Linked DNA regions of Sus scrofa: region 1 is linked to region 2. A link is a contact called in public Hi-C data. All regions are on one chromosome and are shown on one strand. Each heading gives the region's core, a stretch centred on a gene start, on an enhancer-like site or on the middle of the called end of the contact. The rest is flanking DNA. Distances are from core to core; before and after follow the strand shown.

What was found. Hi-C and Micro-C count contacts between places; a contact is called where the count stands out from the background.
Region 1: a contact with region 2 is called in a Hi-C map of liver, with 5 times the contacts expected there. The contact joins two enhancer-like sites. A contact is called at or near these places in 1 of 47 Hi-C or Micro-C datasets (liver) and 2 of 2 datasets of contacts at active chromatin or transcription factors (alveolar macrophages and skeletal muscle).

The regions. Positions count from the first base shown.
Region 1 is chr13:69,202,825-69,208,644 of Sscrofa11.1, reverse strand. The region is part of intron 1 of TMCC1 (transmembrane and coiled-coil domain family 1); the gene reads left to right. Among named protein-coding and RNA genes, the nearest start is that of TMCC1, 18 kb to the left of the region's middle. Within about 2 kb of position 3,009, at least 8 of the 83 cell types and tissues checked have an H3K27ac peak or open chromatin away from gene starts, as enhancers often do. A contact at or near this core is called in liver, where this site is marked.
Region 2 is chr13:69,125,605-69,131,525 of Sscrofa11.1, reverse strand. The region is part of intron 1 of TMCC1 (transmembrane and coiled-coil domain family 1); the gene reads left to right. Among named protein-coding and RNA genes, the nearest start is that of TMCC1, 95 kb to the left of the region's middle. Within about 2 kb of position 1,620, at least 4 of the 83 cell types and tissues checked have an H3K27ac peak or open chromatin away from gene starts, as enhancers often do. A contact at or near this core is called in liver, where this site is marked.

The DNA of each region.
Region 1 (5,820 bases), core at 1,760-4,259, 76 kb before region 2:
GCTTATATATAGATTTTAGAGTAGTCATGTCAATTTACCTATTCTAAGGTATAGTTTCTTTTTTTTTCTTTTTTCTTTTTTTTTGTATTTTTGCCTTTTCACCTTTTCTAGGGCCACTTCCTGCAGCATATGGAGGTTCCCAGGCTAGGGATCTAATCGGAATTGTGGACACCAGCCTACACCAGAGCCACAGCAACATGGGATCCGAGCTGCGTCTGCAACCTACACCACAGCTCACGGCAACGCCAGATCCTTAACCCTCTGAGCAAGGCCAGGGATCGAACCCGAAACCTCATGGTTCCTAGTCGTATTTGTTAACCGCTGCGCCACGACGGGAACTCCAACTAAGGTACAGTTTCAAGTCACCCTTTCTTCCAAAGTGTATTTGTCCTCTCTCTCACATTTTATTTGTGTATATATATGAATACAAACAAATATTTATACTGTTCATACAAATTTCCAAATATATAAATTAAAATAATCTTTTTATTAAATGGGACATTTCTTTATAACAAGTGCTTTTTATCCCAGCAATAACTATTCTTTAAGTACCATATTAGCACTTTGAGAGAGATAAGAACTGTATATAAATCATCTTATAACCTTATTTGGAAAGACCTTACAGTCTTGTTGGGATGGCAAGATTTACATAAGTGGCAATTGAAGAGGTAGTATGGGGAGTTCCCTGGTGGCTCAGCAGGTTAAAGATATGGTGTTGCCACTGCCGTGGCTCTGGTCTCTACTCTGGTGCAGGTTCCTTTACTGGCCCTGAAACTTTTGCATGCTGCAGATGCAGCCTAAAAATAAAATTAAAAAAAAGAAGCAGTGTGATGTGGTATAATCAACCTCAGAAGTCAAGAGCCTGTAGTTTTAGATTCTGAGGATGTCTTATTTCTGTCATTTAATATCAGTGTTACCTTAAACAAATTGTCTAGGTTTCATTTCCTTCATTTTCAAGATGAAGTCATTGTACTAAATAGTATTTAATATTACTTCTCATTTGAAAATTTGGAGCAGGACAAAATGATGACGTGTTTACAGCTGAGGTGGTTGATGCAGTCACTCTAGAGGGCTAAGACGATCAATATCTATAGCATTTTATAACTCTTTCTTAGCATTTAAAAGCTTTGATAGAGAACACTGTATAATCAGCTGTTACTGAAATTAAGGACACTAGAAGTTTAGAAAAGGGAAAGCTAAGTATAGGGTCAAGTGTTGACAGAAGCTTTACAGAGAATGTTCTCCTTGGAGGATGTTTTAGGGTATAGATCTTCTCTGTTGTAAGACAGCCCAATACATGCAGATTTCAATTTTCAGAATAGCTGAGATGAGCTTTAAAAAGAATAAAGAAAAAAACCCCAATTGTGAACCTTTCAAGTCTAGGACCATGTGTTAGTTACATTTATTTATATCTCACAAGGAACCTTAGGGCCTAACCACTATGAGGACTAGTAAGACATTTAAGGAAGTAATGAGAGATAAGATTGGAAGAGTGCATGATTATATGTAGCTGATTTTAAAGTTTTTAGTTTAGGGTAGAGGTTTTTGATTTATCATTAAGAATATGACACTAGGAGTTCCTGTCATGGCTTATCAGAAACAAATCTGACTAGTATCCATGAGGATGCAGGTTCGATCCCTGCCCGTGCTCAGTGGGTTGAGGATCCAGTGTTGCCGTGAGCTGTGGTGTAGATTGAAAACATGGCTCAGATCTGGCATTGCTGTGGCTATGGTGTAGACCAGTGGCTCTAGCTCTGAATCGACCCCTAGCCTGGGAACCTCCATATGCCTCAGGTATGGCCCTAAAAAGACCCCCCCCAAAAAAAAAGATGACACTAAATTTTGATGATGTGGTTTGATATAGGGACCTCCTATTACAGATTTTAATTTATTTATTTTATTTAATTTTTTTTTCCTTTTTTTGGCTGCCCTCCGCAGCAGTGCCAGATCCTTAACCCTTAACCCACTGTGCCAGGCCAGGGATCAAACCTGCGTCCCAGTGCTCCTAAAATGTCGCCAATCCCATTGCATCACAGCGGGAACTCCTCATTATAGATTTTTAAAACAGGGATTGTGTGTTGAAAATACAGTTGAATTTTTACATAGTTATATTCTTTTTTTTTTTTTTTCTTTTTAGGGCCACAGCTGTGGCATACGGAGGTTCCCAGGCTAGGGGTCAAGTCGGAGCTGTAGGTGTGGGCCTACATCACAGCCATAGCAACGCCAGATCTGAGCCGTGTCTGCGACCTATACCACACCTCATGGCAATAACCCACTGAATGAGGCCAGGAATTGAACCCGTGTCCTCATGGATGGTAGTCAGATTCTTTTCCAACGAGCCATGAACAGGAAGTCCCACATAGTTATATTCAAGGTAGAATAAAATAGGAAAAAAATAGCTGTTGTATCAGGGAGTTCAGCTCAGAAGTTACTGTCATGTAGTGTTAGGACCTGCCAACTTCTAAGACAACATTTAGTTGTGAAGGAATACTTTGAGTTTAATGAACCTGATTCTCTGTTTAAAAGTTAATATCACTTCAGAGCTCACACTATCATTTTCCTCTTATAGATGAATTTAGAAAAAGTAGTATACCTTTACTAGGCTGCAGTTAGGGTAATTTTGTGGGTTGCTCTCTGTTTGGAGAGGGAATTTTTTTTTTTTTTTCTGTAATGCCTAGCTAAATCTGAAAATTAGAGAAGAGGAAAGGGTGGGGTCAGGCAGGTGGAATAGAAGGGGCAGGTGGGATAACTCTTCCTGGGGTAGTTTCCACTTTTTGGTGGCTAAGGGGCCAAAATATTGGGATGTATTCGCACTGAATAGCTGAACTACCCTTGGTACTATGATGGTTTCCAGCTCTGTAAATTCCAGGTAGTGAAACTAGATAGCTGTGGGCATGGCGCAAGGAAAGGCACAACTTGTCTGTCACCTTTCTCCTGTATTGGAGGTCCCATGCAGCCCTGTCCCAGCTGCTTTCTCTGCCTCGAGACTGGCACCTCAGGAGCAGCAGGAGCTTCAGACTTCTGTCCCCATTGGCCCATATCTCCACAGAGTGGAATCAGGGCTGTGCAGGCCCAGAAGGACTTTGTAGCTGAGACCAACACTGGAAAAGGCACATAGAGCTCAGCACTTGCTGATCTCTGGAGTTCATCTTTGAAGTAGCTCTCAAAACCCCATTCTTTCTCTTTCTTAATTCAGTAACACATAATTCTTAAGAGTTTAGATTACCCCAAGTTTATAAATAAGGAACTCTACCCTCTGTAGTAAATTACAGCAGGATAGCATTCTTCTCTGTTCGAATGAGAGAGAGACTTATAAGATTGAATTAATTGGACTTTTAGCAAAACCAGAAAGCCTAGGTGTAGCAGTCTCCCAAGGGGGAAAAAAGTGACTTGAAGGATAATTCTTGTTGCTGACCACAAGATGGTGCCCCAAGGCCAGGCTCAGTAGGTGAAAGTGAGGGGATGACTGCTACTAGACAGGCCCTTAATGATAAGGGGGTTATTACCTGAGAAGTAACTAGTATAGGAACTCATAAGGAGATGGGATGGTTGAGTAGTGACTATCATGTCGTAGTAATAGGTGCTTTTAAAAATACTGAGCTGAATTGATAACTCTGGGAATGGAACAGACAGTGGAAGAGTAGGTAGGATTTAATGACAATGTTAGAATTAAAAATAATTAAAGATAAAATTTAAAACCCAAAGATCTGCTTGGGTGAACTAGTATTGTTTGTTTTCCTAAAAAAGAGTTGAAAATTATATTTTTTAAAATGAAAACCAATCAGGATCTCTCTTATTTGTGTTTTTAGTGTCAGGTAGCTGAAGCTGTCAGGAATATTTTATTCCCTGTCAAGGGCATCATATGAGACTGGAAAAGAAGGAATAAGTGAGAGATGAAGGTGTATTTGGGCTTTTTTAGTTGTTTTGTAGTAAAGGTATTTATAGAGCAAACCATGGTTGCCAAAGCAAGTGATTTTTAGGTTTATTGATCCTAGCTCAAAGGTCCAGAATGTGTATGTTTCCTTTAATACAGTTGAAGGTATAGATGGGGTGTTCTTGACCTTGGTGAGTTTGTTATGCACAGTTACCATCAGAGACTGCCTCTTTAAGTTTTGTTTTGTTTTTTAAATATGACTTGTATTGCCTCTGTTCCAAGCAACAGCTTTTATGATGAGGGCTCTCAGCATAATAGAAAGTCAAGTAAACTCTTTAAGTTAAATTTATCCTCCTTTTCCTTTATATTGCAAAAGGTATATAGACTTTAGAGTAATTGGACCGCTAAAGGAATGTAGTATGTGAATTTACTTCTGCTTTCCCCTTTTTATTCATAAGATATTTAAGTACTTTATCAGGAGCCTTGAATCTTAGGAGAGAGGGAGAATTTTAGCACCCAAATTGCACTGCTCTTTTGTTTATCCAGAATGTTGTTACATGGATTTGCCTTGTGATCATTAGCTTCCAAAGACTCATAGTAAATAAAAAGACAAAGGACAGACCAGCAGCATTTATTATAGAAAGTAGGCACTAGAACAGGTTGGTTTTTCTTTAGCAATCATAGTATAGCATTTTGTCTAAAAAAAAATTGGGAACTTTGGCAAGTTAGCACAATATTGGCCTTAGTAGGTATTTGTTAAAAGGTAATTTATTTTGGAGTTCCGTCTCTGGTGCAGTGGGTTAAAAATCTGACTGCATCAGCTCGGGTTGCTGTGGAGGTGTGGGTTCTCTCCCTGATTGGCACAGTGGGTTAAAGGATCTGGTGTTGCTGCAGCTATGGTGTAGGTTGCAGCTGTGACTCAGATTCAGTTCCTGGCCCAGAACTTCCATGTGCTGTGGGTGCGGCCATAAAAAAAATTGGTTTATCTTGATGTTATATCATCGTGACCTGTGATCTTGTCAGTCAGTGGGAACAGACCAGATTTCACTTTTTTTCTTTTCTTTTTTAAAAATTTTACAATTATTTTAATTTTTTCTGTTATAGCTGGTTTACAGTGTTCTGTCGATTTCCTACTGTACAGCAAGGTGACTCAGTTACACACACATGTATACATTCTTTTCACTTTTGAGCTTCAGGGTCAGAACATATATATTGTACATTAATTTTTATTTCTCATTTTATGTACAGACATTTTTTTTTTCTTTTTAATTGGGCCAGACTCAAGGCATATGGAGGTTCCCAGGGTAAAGGCCGAATCGGAGCTGTAGCTGCAGGCCTACACCAGAGCCACAGCAACACAGGATCTGAGCCGCTTCTGAGACCTACACCTCAGCTCACAGCAATGCCAGATCCTTAACCCACTAAGTAAGGCCAGGGATCGAACCTGCAACCTCATGGTTCCTAGTCAGATTTGTTTCCGCTGCACCATGATGGAAAATCCCTGTACAGACTTTGAAAACATCTTTTTTTCCTAATAGAATCATTTGAAATATATGATGAAAGATGTTTGATTTCAAAATTAGTCCTGTGACAAATCTCTTCATAAACAGAATTAGTGAGAATTTATTGCTTCATTATAAAAATATTCATATCTTCAGCCAAAGATCAAGTCATATTTATTAAGAACTGACAATTATGTTTTATTTTCCCATAACATCTTATTAGGGTAAAGAGCCCTGACACAGATTTCGAAATTGTAATAGTGAAGAAGCTAAGAATTTAGAAACTCTGGGTTACAAAATGAGTGCCTTGCAACACAAATGATTTTTAGCCAATAGATCACTGCCTCTTGCCAAGTGATTAGCAAAGACTCATAGCCTGTTATGCCTTTGCGCTGACCCTCGTCAAACTCCTCATTTTACGTGTCCAAAAATGTTAAAAGCTGC
Region 2 (5,921 bases), core at 371-2,870:
CCCTGGCCCAGGAATGTCTGCATGCTGCAGGTACAGCCAAAACCAAACCAAACAAAACAAATGATCTGATGGCCATGATTTTTTTTATCATGGAAAGAATGTTAAGGAAGAGTCAGGATTCCTTGGTTCTAATCTTGACATACACTATGTATGTGACTTTGAATAAGTCAACCTTCAGAATAGTAGCTGACATTTAGGCCCCACCATATTCAGAACCATGTGCAAGCTTCAACCTCCTTTTTTTGTAAAATGGAGATTTCTGTCAAATTAATTACCTCAAGCACTTCTGTAAAGAGCCATGTACATAAAAGGGATTATTCTTAAAATTTGGTTTTATTCATGTAGTAGTAGAGTGGCAGCAGCAGCATCTGAAAATATGTGTGTCTGTCCTCAAAACAATTCTGAAAGATGTGCTGTATCCTTACTTTGATTATGAAGAAACTGATGTTCAGTGGTTTTGAAAGTTGTACAAGAGTTCCTGTCGTGGCTTAGTGGTAATGAATCTGACTAGGATCCATGATGATGAGATTCAATCCCTGGCCCTGCTCTGTGGGTTAAGGATCTGGCATTGCTGTGAGTTGTGGTGTGGCTCACAGATGCTGCTCGGATCCTTTGTTGCTGTGGCTGCGGCTGTGGCCAGCAGGTACAGATTTGACCCCTAGCCTGGGAACCTCCACATGCCATGGGTGTGGCCCTAAAAAGACAGAAAGGAAGGAAGGCAGGCAGGCAGAAAATTGTGCAGTTAGTAATCCATAGAGTAGTGATTCTGATCCAGTTCTGCATGATTTCTTTATACCACCTTGACTTTGGCTGGAAAGATAGTAGATCCTGGTGGGTGGAGTAGGAGGAGGGAATATGGTAGCACCAATGAAATTTAATTTATTAGACACCAAAGCTTAAGCTGTAATTCTGAAGGGGTGATTAGTCCTGAGATTGGTGATCTCAGAGGTGAGGTGGGACAGTACCATCTGAGATTGGTGATCTCAGAGGTGAGGTGGGACAGTACCATATGTTTATAGGTCAAAAGTATATCCCATTAGCTTAACTTATACATACCAGAAGAGCTAAATGTTATGAAGCATGGTCATATAATAGTTTATCCATGTATCTGCTGGAATCTTAAGAGATTTTTCTTCAAGAGACAAAGGAAAGACAGAACACCAGAGAGGTAAAGAAGTCTGGAAAGCAGAGGTAAGTGCAAGAGGCCAAAATTGTACAGTAGCTTGTGAAGATGGGTGAACATTGCATTGAATCATGAGGAGGTGACTTCTTAGAATTAATTCTCATACTCATGGCCTTTGAGGACCCTTCTCACCCGACCAGCAAAGTGCTTATAGTTAATTCCAAATGCTGTGGAACTAAGCAGATCTTGAGTGCTTCAAAGCTCTGCTCTTTCAGCTCCTTCCCGGGGTTGAATTGAAAACTACTATTTGGAAATACAAGACTAATAGACCAGGAAAAGAGTAAAAGAAAAGAGCAGAATGGTTTTTTTCCTTGGTTGATCCTCTGCCATTATCTTTGTGATGACAGGTACAAAGTTCAAGCTTTAGTTGTTATCCTGCTGCTGCTACTAAATTAATAAGCAGTGGACATGCTTCTCTTTGCTGGAGTTTAGCTATTGGCGATGTTGTCAGCTGGCACAGGGGAAACAAAGAACTTTGAACTCCAATTCTGATTTGCAGACTTTCAGTTTCTGTGTAGAAATCCATAGCGGTTGGTGTTTATGAAAATAGATCTGTGAGGAAATATGAAGACAAAAAGCATATAATTGGGTCTGTGCTTTATGTGATGAAGCACTGGAAAATGAAGTAAGAGTCTCAGGTCACAAAGGCCTGAACCATTTTCATTTATAATACCATGCTTCTTAGAAATGGCAGAAGTGGGATTCAGAAGAAAAGTTGAGAGACATTTGAGATAAAGGTGATGGCTCTGTTCTAATTTTGTATGTTCACGTGTATTTAATAAATGATGGGGAGTAGGAAAAGAGGAAACCAGAGGTTTAATTCCTAGATCTAGTTGACCTCTCTCCTATTTAGTATTTCAGAGCAGGGAATCTGAAATTAGACTGCCTAGGTTTCCAGCGTCTTTCTTCCTTTCACTGTCTTATGCAACAAGGTGGTGCCAGACTTCTTATCCCTTGTGAACACAGGGCATCGAATCTTTTTGGTGTGAAGGCAAACTAGAATTGGGAAAAAATTTTTATTAGGCTGTTACTACATGGAGATTATAAGCTTATTGACAGACTACTTAGCATTGAGCTCAACCTTGTGTGTACTTTGTTTTCAGTAAAAAAACCCAGATTAGGAAGTTCCCATTGTGGCTCAATGCTAACAAACCCAACTAGTATTCATGAGGTTGTGGGTTTGATCGCTGGCCCCCACTCAGTGGGTTAAGGATCCAGTGGTGTGGTGAGCTGTGGTGTAGGTCCCAGACACAGCTCAGATCCTGCATTGCTGTGACTGTGGCATAGGCCAGCAGCTACAGCTCCAATTCAACCCCTAGCCTGGGAACCTCCATATGCTGCAGGTGTGGCCTTAAAAAGCAAAAACAAAACAAAACAGAAACAACAAAAAACAAAAAAAAAACAAAACAGATTAGATCCTTGATATTTAATAATAATATGCTAATGGATATGCTACCTATTTGTCCCTCAGACATTCCTAGCCCTCTTCCAGTATCAAGTGAGATTAGCAAAAACTGCAGGCCTCAACTGTGTTGTTTTAGCTCTTAAAGAAATGCATTCATTCATCTTTGGTTTTATTTATTTATTTATTTATTGCTGTTTCTTGGGCCGCTCCTGTGGCATGTGGAGGTTCCCAGTCTAGGGTTTGAATCAGAGCTGTAGCCACCAGCCTACGCCAGAGCCACAGCAACTCAGGATCTGAGCCGTGTCTGCGACCTATTCCACAGCTCACGGCAATGCTGGATCGTTACCCACTGAGCAAGGGCAGGGATCAAACCTGCAACATCATGGTTCCTAGTTGGATTCGTTAACCACTGCGTCACGACGGGAACTCCGCATCTTTGGTTTTATAATAAGCCCTTGACTTTTGTTATATTTGGATATAATACGCACCTACAAATAATGTTTTCCTATCTTTTGTATTAATCATTGTAAAAGATTTCAGTTATTAGTACATTTTTCTTATATAAAAATCCACATGCAAAATTCTCCGATTAAATATGCTGATAACTTCTTGAGCATTTTTTTTTAAACAGCTAACAAAAAAGTATAACATATTTCCATTTTTGCTTTGGTTGCCAGAAAATTCAAAAGTATTCTTTAAAAAGTTTTTTTTTTATTAAAGTATAGTTGATTTACAGTATTGTGTCAGTTTCTGCTGTACAGCAAAGTGACCCAGTCATTCATATATATACAGAAATTCTAAAGTACTCAATTGCAGTGACTAGCCTTAGTTTGTGTTTCTAATTCAGTTACCTGTTTCATGTATCCCAATATATCTTTTGTTCTTTAATTATAACTTTCATTGTTTATTAAAAATGTATAAATTTTATAAAACATATCAAGTTCTTTTTTTGGAAATAAGGTAGATTATGAATTAGTAACTGGTATTACAGCAGAATTATGTAATAACATATAGAAATCCTTTCCAGGCCTCAGTTTCCTAGTTATTATAGCACCTGATCAGAAATGTTTCTTTTGAAACAGTAGTATAATATTATAACTGAGGAGCCAAATGTGGAAGTTAAAAACACTTTCTTTAGAGAAACAAATACAGTTCTGGATTTTTGTTTGATTGTTTTCTTACCCTAAGACATATGATTATGACCAGTGTTTTTTAGCTGTGGCTTTGTTAGACTCTTGGTGATAGTGAAACTGTTGTGAGTAGTCCATATGTCCTATATGTATTTTATTAAAACTATAATCTCTATCATCTGTAGGTTTGTATACTTTTTAACCTTTCAGTATGACTAGATATTAGATGATGTTATTGAATTAGCAAATTTGGTAGGCATTACAGTGATATTTTATTTAGGAGAATGGCCTTAAATTTTGGAGATATATGCTGAAGTATTTTGGTATAGAGTATCATATGTAATTTACTCTAAGTGACTTAGCTGTGTGTCTGTGTGTGTGCGCACGTGTGCACGCGCACGTGTGGGTTTAAAGTAAAAGGTTAGTAGTTGTTGAGTCCAGGTGTTGGATATATGGGTTCCTTGTAACATTCTTTCTACGTTTTCTCTATATTTGAAAATTTTTATAATTAAAAGTAAAAAGCAGAAAGTGTGCTAAGACTTGAAAATAGTCAGTACTTGGTCCAACCTTAACTTTTTAAAGGAGGAGACATTTCATCAGAATGATTCAACTTCATAGACTTGTTTTTGCCTAAGATTACACTGGTAGCATAAGCAGATAAGTAACCTAAGTATTAGACAGCTGTGTGCTAAAATTACTGCTGTCATCTTTTCTATCTTAAATGACTCTCCACATTCTGGCAGGCTACCTAGGGGAAATAGCTATGTTCTGCCAGTCTATATAGATGCAGAGGAGTCAGTAGAATTGATAGTTTGAGATTCATGCTGGTACAAAATGAACGCAATGATCCTGGAGTATGTTACCTCCCACTTTCTTGTAAGAGATTTGTAGCCTTGATCCAGATGACCTGGAAGACTTCTGGGTTATTAACAAGGTTGGAAAGAGAGATTCCCTACTCTTCTCCGTACCAAGTCATATGAAAACCAGCAGAAGACGGTGTATAATGAGTTAAATCCCCATTTCTGCTTTCACCATAGTATGCCGCTTGAGGTCTACAGACAAGAGCAAGTCTTTTGGTCCTACTCAATATATCCCACCCAGAATTTCTTTTCTTTCTTTTAGGGCTGCACCTACAGTAAATGGAGGTTCCCAGGCTAGGGGTCCAATCAGAGCTGTAGCCACTGGCCTACACCAGATCCATAGTAACATGAGATCTGAGCTGCGTCTGTGACCTACACCACAGCTCACGGCAACGCCGGATCCTTAACCCACTGATTGAGGCCAGGGATTGAACCCACGTCTTCATGGATGCTAGTCAGGTTCGTTAACCTCTGAGCCATAACAGGAACTCCACCACCCATAATTTTTAAGAGCATTAGTTCCCACCTCTGAGTAGAATCATTGCCAGGCTATATGTGCCAAATAACCTGCTGTACTATATTGCGGCGGGTGATGTAGGGGAAAGGAGAGGGCTCATAGACAGCTACAGCTCTCCTTAGAATCTTGACTCATGAGATCCTTTCCTAGGATATACCAGAAATGAGGCTGCTCGTCAGCTTTCTCACACATGCTAACATTCACTCACTCCCTCATGTGCTTACTTTTAAAATGTACTTGAACCTTCCTAACTACTGGTTCTCTTAACCTTCTTAAATACAGATTTTTGTTGTATGTATGTTTAGCTAACGCATTTTCAGAATATTATTCTTTCATTAGACATTTAAGTGTTCACAATGAAACTAGTGTATATGTTCTTAAAAGTTATTTTCTTTTTGCTTTTGTGTTACAAAATATTTTATACAAACAGAAACAAAGAGAAAAATTCCCTTGTGGCTCGGTGGGTTAAGGATCCAATTGTTATTGCTGCGGCACAGTTTTGATCGGCACAGTTTTGATCTCTGGCCCCGGCACTTCTGCATACCGCGGAAGTGTCCCCGCCCCGAAAGGAAAGGAAAGGGAAAGGGAGAAGGAAGGAAAGGAAGGAAGGACAGAAGAATAGCATAAACACCCAAGGACCATTACCAGACTTTTTCAGACATACTCTTTGGCTATGTTTGCTTCACATAGTGTTTATTTTTTATGTACTACTCCTCAATCCATTTCTCCCTTCTTTAGAGATAACTACTGTTTGTCATGAACGTGTATGTTTGTGTACTTGTATTGCATATGCATGTATCCATAAATAATATATAGTGTTATTTTA